Regions from separate parts of the Mus musculus genome. Here region 1 is linked to region 2. A link is a contact called in public Hi-C data. All regions are on one chromosome and are shown on one strand. Each heading gives the region's core, a stretch centred on a gene start, on an enhancer-like site or on the middle of the called end of the contact. The rest is flanking DNA. Distances are from core to core; before and after follow the strand shown.

The links. Hi-C and Micro-C count contacts between places; a contact is called where the count stands out from the background.
Region 1: a contact with region 2 is called in a Hi-C map of regulatory T cells, with 1.9 times the contacts expected there. The contact joins two enhancer-like sites. A contact is called at or near these places in 2 of 15 datasets of contacts at CTCF or cohesin (the NIH/3T3 cell line and large pre-B cells), 9 of 484 Hi-C or Micro-C datasets (B cells, CD4 T cells, CD8 T cells and 5 more), 10 of 115 datasets of contacts at active chromatin or transcription factors (bone marrow-derived macrophages, cardiomyocytes, embryonic stem cells and 5 more) and 1 of 9 other capture datasets (embryonic stem cells).

The regions. Positions count from the first base shown.
Region 1 is chr15:97,580,253-97,583,410 of GRCm38.p6, reverse strand. No RefSeq gene overlaps it. Among named protein-coding and RNA genes, the nearest start is that of Gm41394, 38 kb to the left of the region's middle. Within about 2 kb of position 1,605, at least 120 of the 459 cell types and tissues checked have an H3K27ac peak or open chromatin away from gene starts, as enhancers often do. A contact at or near this core is called in CD8 T cells and regulatory T cells, where this site is marked.
Region 2 is chr15:97,428,097-97,430,991 of GRCm38.p6, reverse strand. No RefSeq gene overlaps it. Among named protein-coding and RNA genes, the nearest start is that of Gm41393, 22 kb to the right of the region's middle. Within about 2 kb of position 1,266, at least 8 of the 459 cell types and tissues checked have an H3K27ac peak or open chromatin away from gene starts, as enhancers often do. A contact at or near this core is called in CD8 T cells and regulatory T cells, where this site is marked.

The DNA of each region.
Region 1 (3,158 bases), core at 356-2,855, 150 kb before region 2:
CCAAATTTCCAATTTTTCCATGATAAAATAATGTATCACTTACAAAGAAAAAGGCGCACCTAAGCCTTAAGTAAGGAGATGGACCGTCTCTCCCAGCTCTGCCTCATTATGCTCGTGGTACGCGGGTGTGGGCCCTCTCAGACCTCTATCTAGGCAGTTTCCTACTGCAGAAGCTAACTCGGGCAGGCGTCAAATCAGAAGCCAGATCATGTTTCTGACCCGGCTGGGTCCTCTGCATTCACCTCTGCCTAAATGGCCTTTACAGCATGCTCCGTTCCCCAGAGCTGAGTCTGATGGAGGGGCAGGTCTTGGCGTGGACCCAGGGGCCTCTCTGGGGAGCTCTGCACCCCTGTTATTCTGTTGCTACCCTGAGATCTATCAGGACAAGGACATTGCTAGATGGACAGGTAGGACATGATTGTCCTTGCATGGAAAGGGAGAAACAGAATTTGTAATAACCCAACCCTTTCAACACCAGCAGGGCTGACCTCTGACCTCTGAGAACCATGACCTGCCAAAGTCAAATGTTCCACCCATGAGTCCACGGCTCTTGGGCCAGGTGGCTGTCACTGAGGGTTTTGTCTTCTGTCCTGCTCTTCTCTGTCGCCACCATCTGTTCTTTCCCTGTCTTTGATCTCATCACCTCCTCTTCATCCTCATCCTTCGTCTGTAGGTGGTGCTCCCCAGTGCTCATCCCGTGAGTACTGCTGGCACATACAGTGGAGTCACCCACTGCTGGACAGGTGAGCACAGCCTTGAGACAGAGAGCAGATGGTGGCATGAGATCCGGTCATCTGTGTTAAAGTAAGGCAAGAAAAACAATTTTCTTCAGGTGTCTTAAACAGGGGGAAAAAAAGTGTGTGTGTGTGTGTGTGTGTGTGTGTGTGTGTGTGTGTGTGTTGAAATCCTTTAAAAACTAAGAGTCAGCAGGTCAAATACATAGCTGAACTTGCAGGGGACCAAGGCATGGTTGTTAGGATTTTGATCAATACAATGTTCATATCAACTGGAGCTCCTGCTAGAGAAATAAGGTGAACGATGCGGTAAAGCCAGTGGCTGGAATGCTCTTCTGGCCATAGTAGCTGACTGCAGGCTCTTTGCCCTTCCTTGTCATGGGTAAATCTCTCCCTGCCCTGACGTAGATTAGATGTTGCCGGCCACAAAGCAACACAGGTGCTTCTCGCGTGGATTTTCTGTGGTCAGGGCTGAGAGATTCTAAGTATGTAGCCGCAGGTGCTGGCCAGGCTGGCTGCAAGGAGCTGAGAGTCAAGTCAGAGGATTTTACACACAGGAATCTAGCGAGAACCAGAGACTTAGTCACATGCCTGAGGCTCATGGCCCCAGCCACAGGATCAAACCACCAGGGTCCAGCGGTCCACGAGGCCACATTCTCTTTCCTTAGCAACTAATGGATTCTCTCCTCAGTATGGCAACGGATTTCCTCAGAGCCAGGGAGATTTCCTCCCAAGCTGGGAGAGCACTCCCAAGAGGGAACACAGTCATTCAGAACTTGCTGGCCGCGGTGACTCAGCATCACAGGGACCCGGCTTGGTAGGATAAGGACCTGGCCTGCACCAGCACGTGTCTACCAGCAGGTGGAGACTGTTAGCGCGGACCCGGAGGTCAGCAGCCACACCTTCTCTGGAAGCACACCCGATTGGGCCGCTGTTCCTACCTTTTAATGCTTGCTCCTGTACCACGGGGGCTGCAAGCCTGGGACTTACATTTCCCAGACTCTGTTGCTCTTCTTTGGGTTTTGTTTGTTAGTTTGTTTTGTTTGTTTGTTTGTTTTTCTGTTGCCGTGATTAGAGCACTGACCAAAAGTAACTTGGGGGAAGAAAGGATTGATCACGTCTTACAGGTTAGAGTACAGAGTTCAAGGAAGCCGGAGCAGGAGCTCAAACAGAAACCTGGAGGCAGGAACTGAATCAGAGACTGGGGGAACGCTGCTTACTGGCTGGCTCCCATGGCTTGCTCAACTAACTTTCTCCTCCTCCTCCTCCTCCCCCTCCTCCTCCTTCGATTTTTGAGATAGGGTTTCTCTGAGTAGCCCTGGCTATCCTGGAATTCACTCTGTAGACCAGGCTGACTTTGAACTCAGAAATCCACCTGCCTCTGCCTCCCAAGTGCTGGAATTAAAGGCATGCGCCACCATTGCCCAGCCTCAGCTAACCTTCTTATACAGCCCAGATCACCTGTCCAGGGATGACCCTGTCCACAGTGGACATTAAGTAACAATTAAGAAAATGTCTCACAGACATGACCACTGGCCAATCTGGTGGAGGCAATTCCTCAGCAGAGAGAGGTTCCCTCCTTCCAACTGAGCCATGTTGACAACCGAAGCTGACTATAACAGCGTGGTTTAGATTTGGTTGAGATGTTTGGGAGACAGAGAGAGTGGAGCTGTCCACCCTGGCATCAGGGGTGGGTGACAGTCACACTTGGCTTCAGAGGATGTGAACTTTCCAGTGTCTCCTAGACTTTGTGTCTGCTGTAGTCTCTGAGTTGGGGCTGGAGCAGCCCTGACGTCAACGATGACTTCCAGGGTTCTGTGACCTCTGCTCAGCTGCTTCCTGAGCTCGGCACTTAGCACTGGGACAGGAGACTCAAATAATGGACTTACTTTTTAGTTCTCCTAGAAGTCTTGCACGTAGATCCCTATAGTAAGTTTCTTTGTTTCTTTTTAAAACATCCCACACACCCCCTCCCGGAAAGAGGTTTATTCTTCTGGTATGGGAGAAACAGCAGTTTAGTGTGCCCTTCCCCCAGCCCTGAGCAGGCTAATCAGATCTTAATGGTTTGCCACAGTTGGTCTTTCTGCTCACCCAGCTAGGGTGGAGTCTTTCCAACCTAGGATGAGGTCTTCCACCTCGCCTCCCTCCTTTTCAGGTGTACCCAGTTCTCTGTGGCTGCTGGACAGCTACAGTTTAGCAGTTAATTTTAGTGTTGTGCCTCTTTAAATTATGTCTCGACGACTTCTTTATGTGACACTGAATCAGTGACCTAACCCTTTTAGCAAGAGTTTCCTCACGTATAAAGTTGGGGTATCATTATCACCATCACCATCACGCCACTACCACCACCACCACCACCACCACCACCACCACCACCACCACTCTCATCACCATCACCATCACCACCACCACCATCACCATCAC
Region 2 (2,895 bases), core at 17-2,516:
GGTCTAGGATTCTTATCTTAACAAGTGCTACCGAGGAGTTGGACACATAGAGGGATGCTGGGATGCTGACACTTCCCTCGGTAGCTATCACTCATTGGTTGGTATTCTGCACTTTGTTCTTGCTCAGACAATTGCTAAGTGACCTTGGTTCTACCTCCTGCATGGAGACAGCAGTCTCCGTGTCTGACAGGATGGCTGTGACTGTCTTCCTTAGAAGGAACAACTGAGCTTAGCTACCATTCCAGATCAGTCCACAGTGACACTAAGGCCAACTCTGGGTGTCAGGCTGTCCTCTTCCTTCTCTGACCACACTGCTACATGGTGGTCCTTGGAGCTGGGGCCATCGAGGCAACTAGGAGGCAAACTCCAGAAAGAGCTCACTCTCAGGCACCACCTGTCACCTCAAACTGTATGCGTTAGGCCCTTCAAGTGGGTCACCGTCCTGCACCGCAGAATCCTTGCATGTTGTCTCTGGCCCTCTTTCCCATTCCCCCTTCTCTGCCTGTACCACCTGTATACCATCACCACCTTGCCATGCGCTCATTAACGATTCTCCAGTCACCTCAGGATTTGTGTGGACCATGTTCTACATGACTTGTTGCAGAAAATATTTTAAAAGGCAACCCCCTTAACCCCAGCACTCGGGAGGCAGAGGCTGGCAGATTTCTGAGTTCAAGACCAGCCTGGTCTACAAAGTGAGTTCCAGGACAGCCAGGGCTACACAGAGAAACCCTGTCTCGGAAAAAAGAAAAAGAAAAAAAAAAAAGGCAACCCGCCATTTCTCCTGCCTTGGCTGGTCCATGATCATGCTCAAGTACCAGCACTGGTGGGCCACAACACTAGGTCCTGGCAGGAGTGGAGTGGAGTGGAGTGGGGTGGGGTGGGGTGGGGTGGGTGGGTGTGTTCAGCTCGGCGTTTTCTCACCACTGAGCTACTCCCAGCTAGCGAGTTCATCTGTTTTCCACACAACACACACACACACCCCACGATCAGCCATCTCAACACCTAGTTACCCAGTAGAAACATGACTCTTAGAGCTTAATTATTCAATCAGATTTATATAACAGTAAGGTCACAATTTACAAGATGCCAACTGATAAAGATAGGCTTTAACCCAATTATTCTAATCTTGTGAAAAACCTAGCTACTTGTGGCTGCTTAAAACCACGTGGGGTCAGGATCATCTTTCAATTCGTCTGCCTCCATGTAGGTTTCTCTCCTTCTCCCCCTCAGGTTAACTCTCTATCTCTCCCTCCCAGCTCCGCCTCCCTTTTCCTGTCCAATCACAGGCCTGCCAGTGCCCTAATGTGATTGGACAGAGAAAATCCTGCAACAATGACTTTCTTATCATTCATCTTTCCTTTCAAGTGGGACCCTGAAAGAGGCCTCCCCAACCCACTCAAAAGAAAGCATCCCGTGCCAGGGCATTTCCTGTCTTTCTTTACCTTGTTTTAGCCTTCATCCATGTATCAGTATTTGAACTCTTTTAATGATTACACGTTATTTTCTGTCTTCACCGGCGTCTGGATGTTTGTTATACAACACAGGCAAAGGTTTGTCTGCCTTGTTCAGTTCTTCATCTCCAGGGACAAAGTGCAGAATACCAACCATCTTTTATACCAGCTACCAATGAGTGGCAGCTATCTACTGAGTGCAGTGTCAGCATCCCAGCATCTGTCTGTGTGGTTACGATTTCAAAGATCAATACATGTTTATCGTGATCTTATGAAAAATAACTAAACAAGACGTGTGTGTGTATGTGTGTGTGTGTGTGTGTGTGTGTGCGCGTGCATTCTCAAAATACGTGTTGGCAATAAGAGAAGGATACTGGCCTAGAATAGCAGAATCCTGGTCCTCAGGCATGGAGTATAATAACCAAGCTTAATTACTATATATTTGATTTGGCCCAGATTAAAAACCCAGATTCACATACTCCTGCGTATCTATGTATATATATACATACATATATACATTGCTAATGGATGCCCTGATTGCCAATTATTTCAAAAGCTTAGCCTAATAGTTTAATTCAAATAATACAATTAATAATCATATTATACTTTAAAGGGGAAAGTTTGACATTCAGTTATTTTGTTTCCTGATTATTTCAAATCCATGAGATTTTAAAAATTAGAGATCAGCAAGGGTTCTATGCAGGGTTGAATTCCTGACTCAACTGTCCCTGAACCATCTTAGGAATGAGACTGCCATAGGTGATAGTTGGTAGAGGGGCCCTGATAAGTGAGACCTGCCATCCCTCTCTCCCCTTGAAATCATTACCTCTGTCCCGGCCTCATTCTGCCACCCGAGCTAGATCACTAGCTGTGGTGGTTTGAATGAAAATGGCCCCCATAGGTTCACAGGGAGTGCGCTGTAAGGAGGTGTGACCTTGTGGGGAGGGGTTGTGGCATTGTTAGAGGAAGTGTGTCACTGGAGAAGGCTCTGAGGTCTCAAGATGGTCAGTCCAAGCCCAGGGTGGCATTCTCTTCCTGCTGTCTGCCAATCTGGATATAGAACTCTCAGCTCCTTCTCTAGCATGGTGTCTGCTTGTGTGCTGCCATGCTGCCCACCATGATGATAATGGACTGAGCCTCTGAAAGTGTAAGCCAGCTTCCATTAAACGTTTTCCTTTATAAGAGTTGCCATGGCCACGGTGTCTGTTTGGTACAATAGAAACCCTAAGTAAGACACTAGCTCACTAATTAATATGATTTAAAATAAGGGCTGAGGGGTTGGGATGATTGCTCAGGAGTTAGAGTACCTCCTGTCTTGGAGATGACCCAGGGTCAGTTCCCAGCACCCTCATGGTGCTTCACAACCATCTGCAACTTTACTTCCAGATGATCCAATGCTTCTGTGATCACCAACCCATACATGCAAGCAGAGCAGTTATAC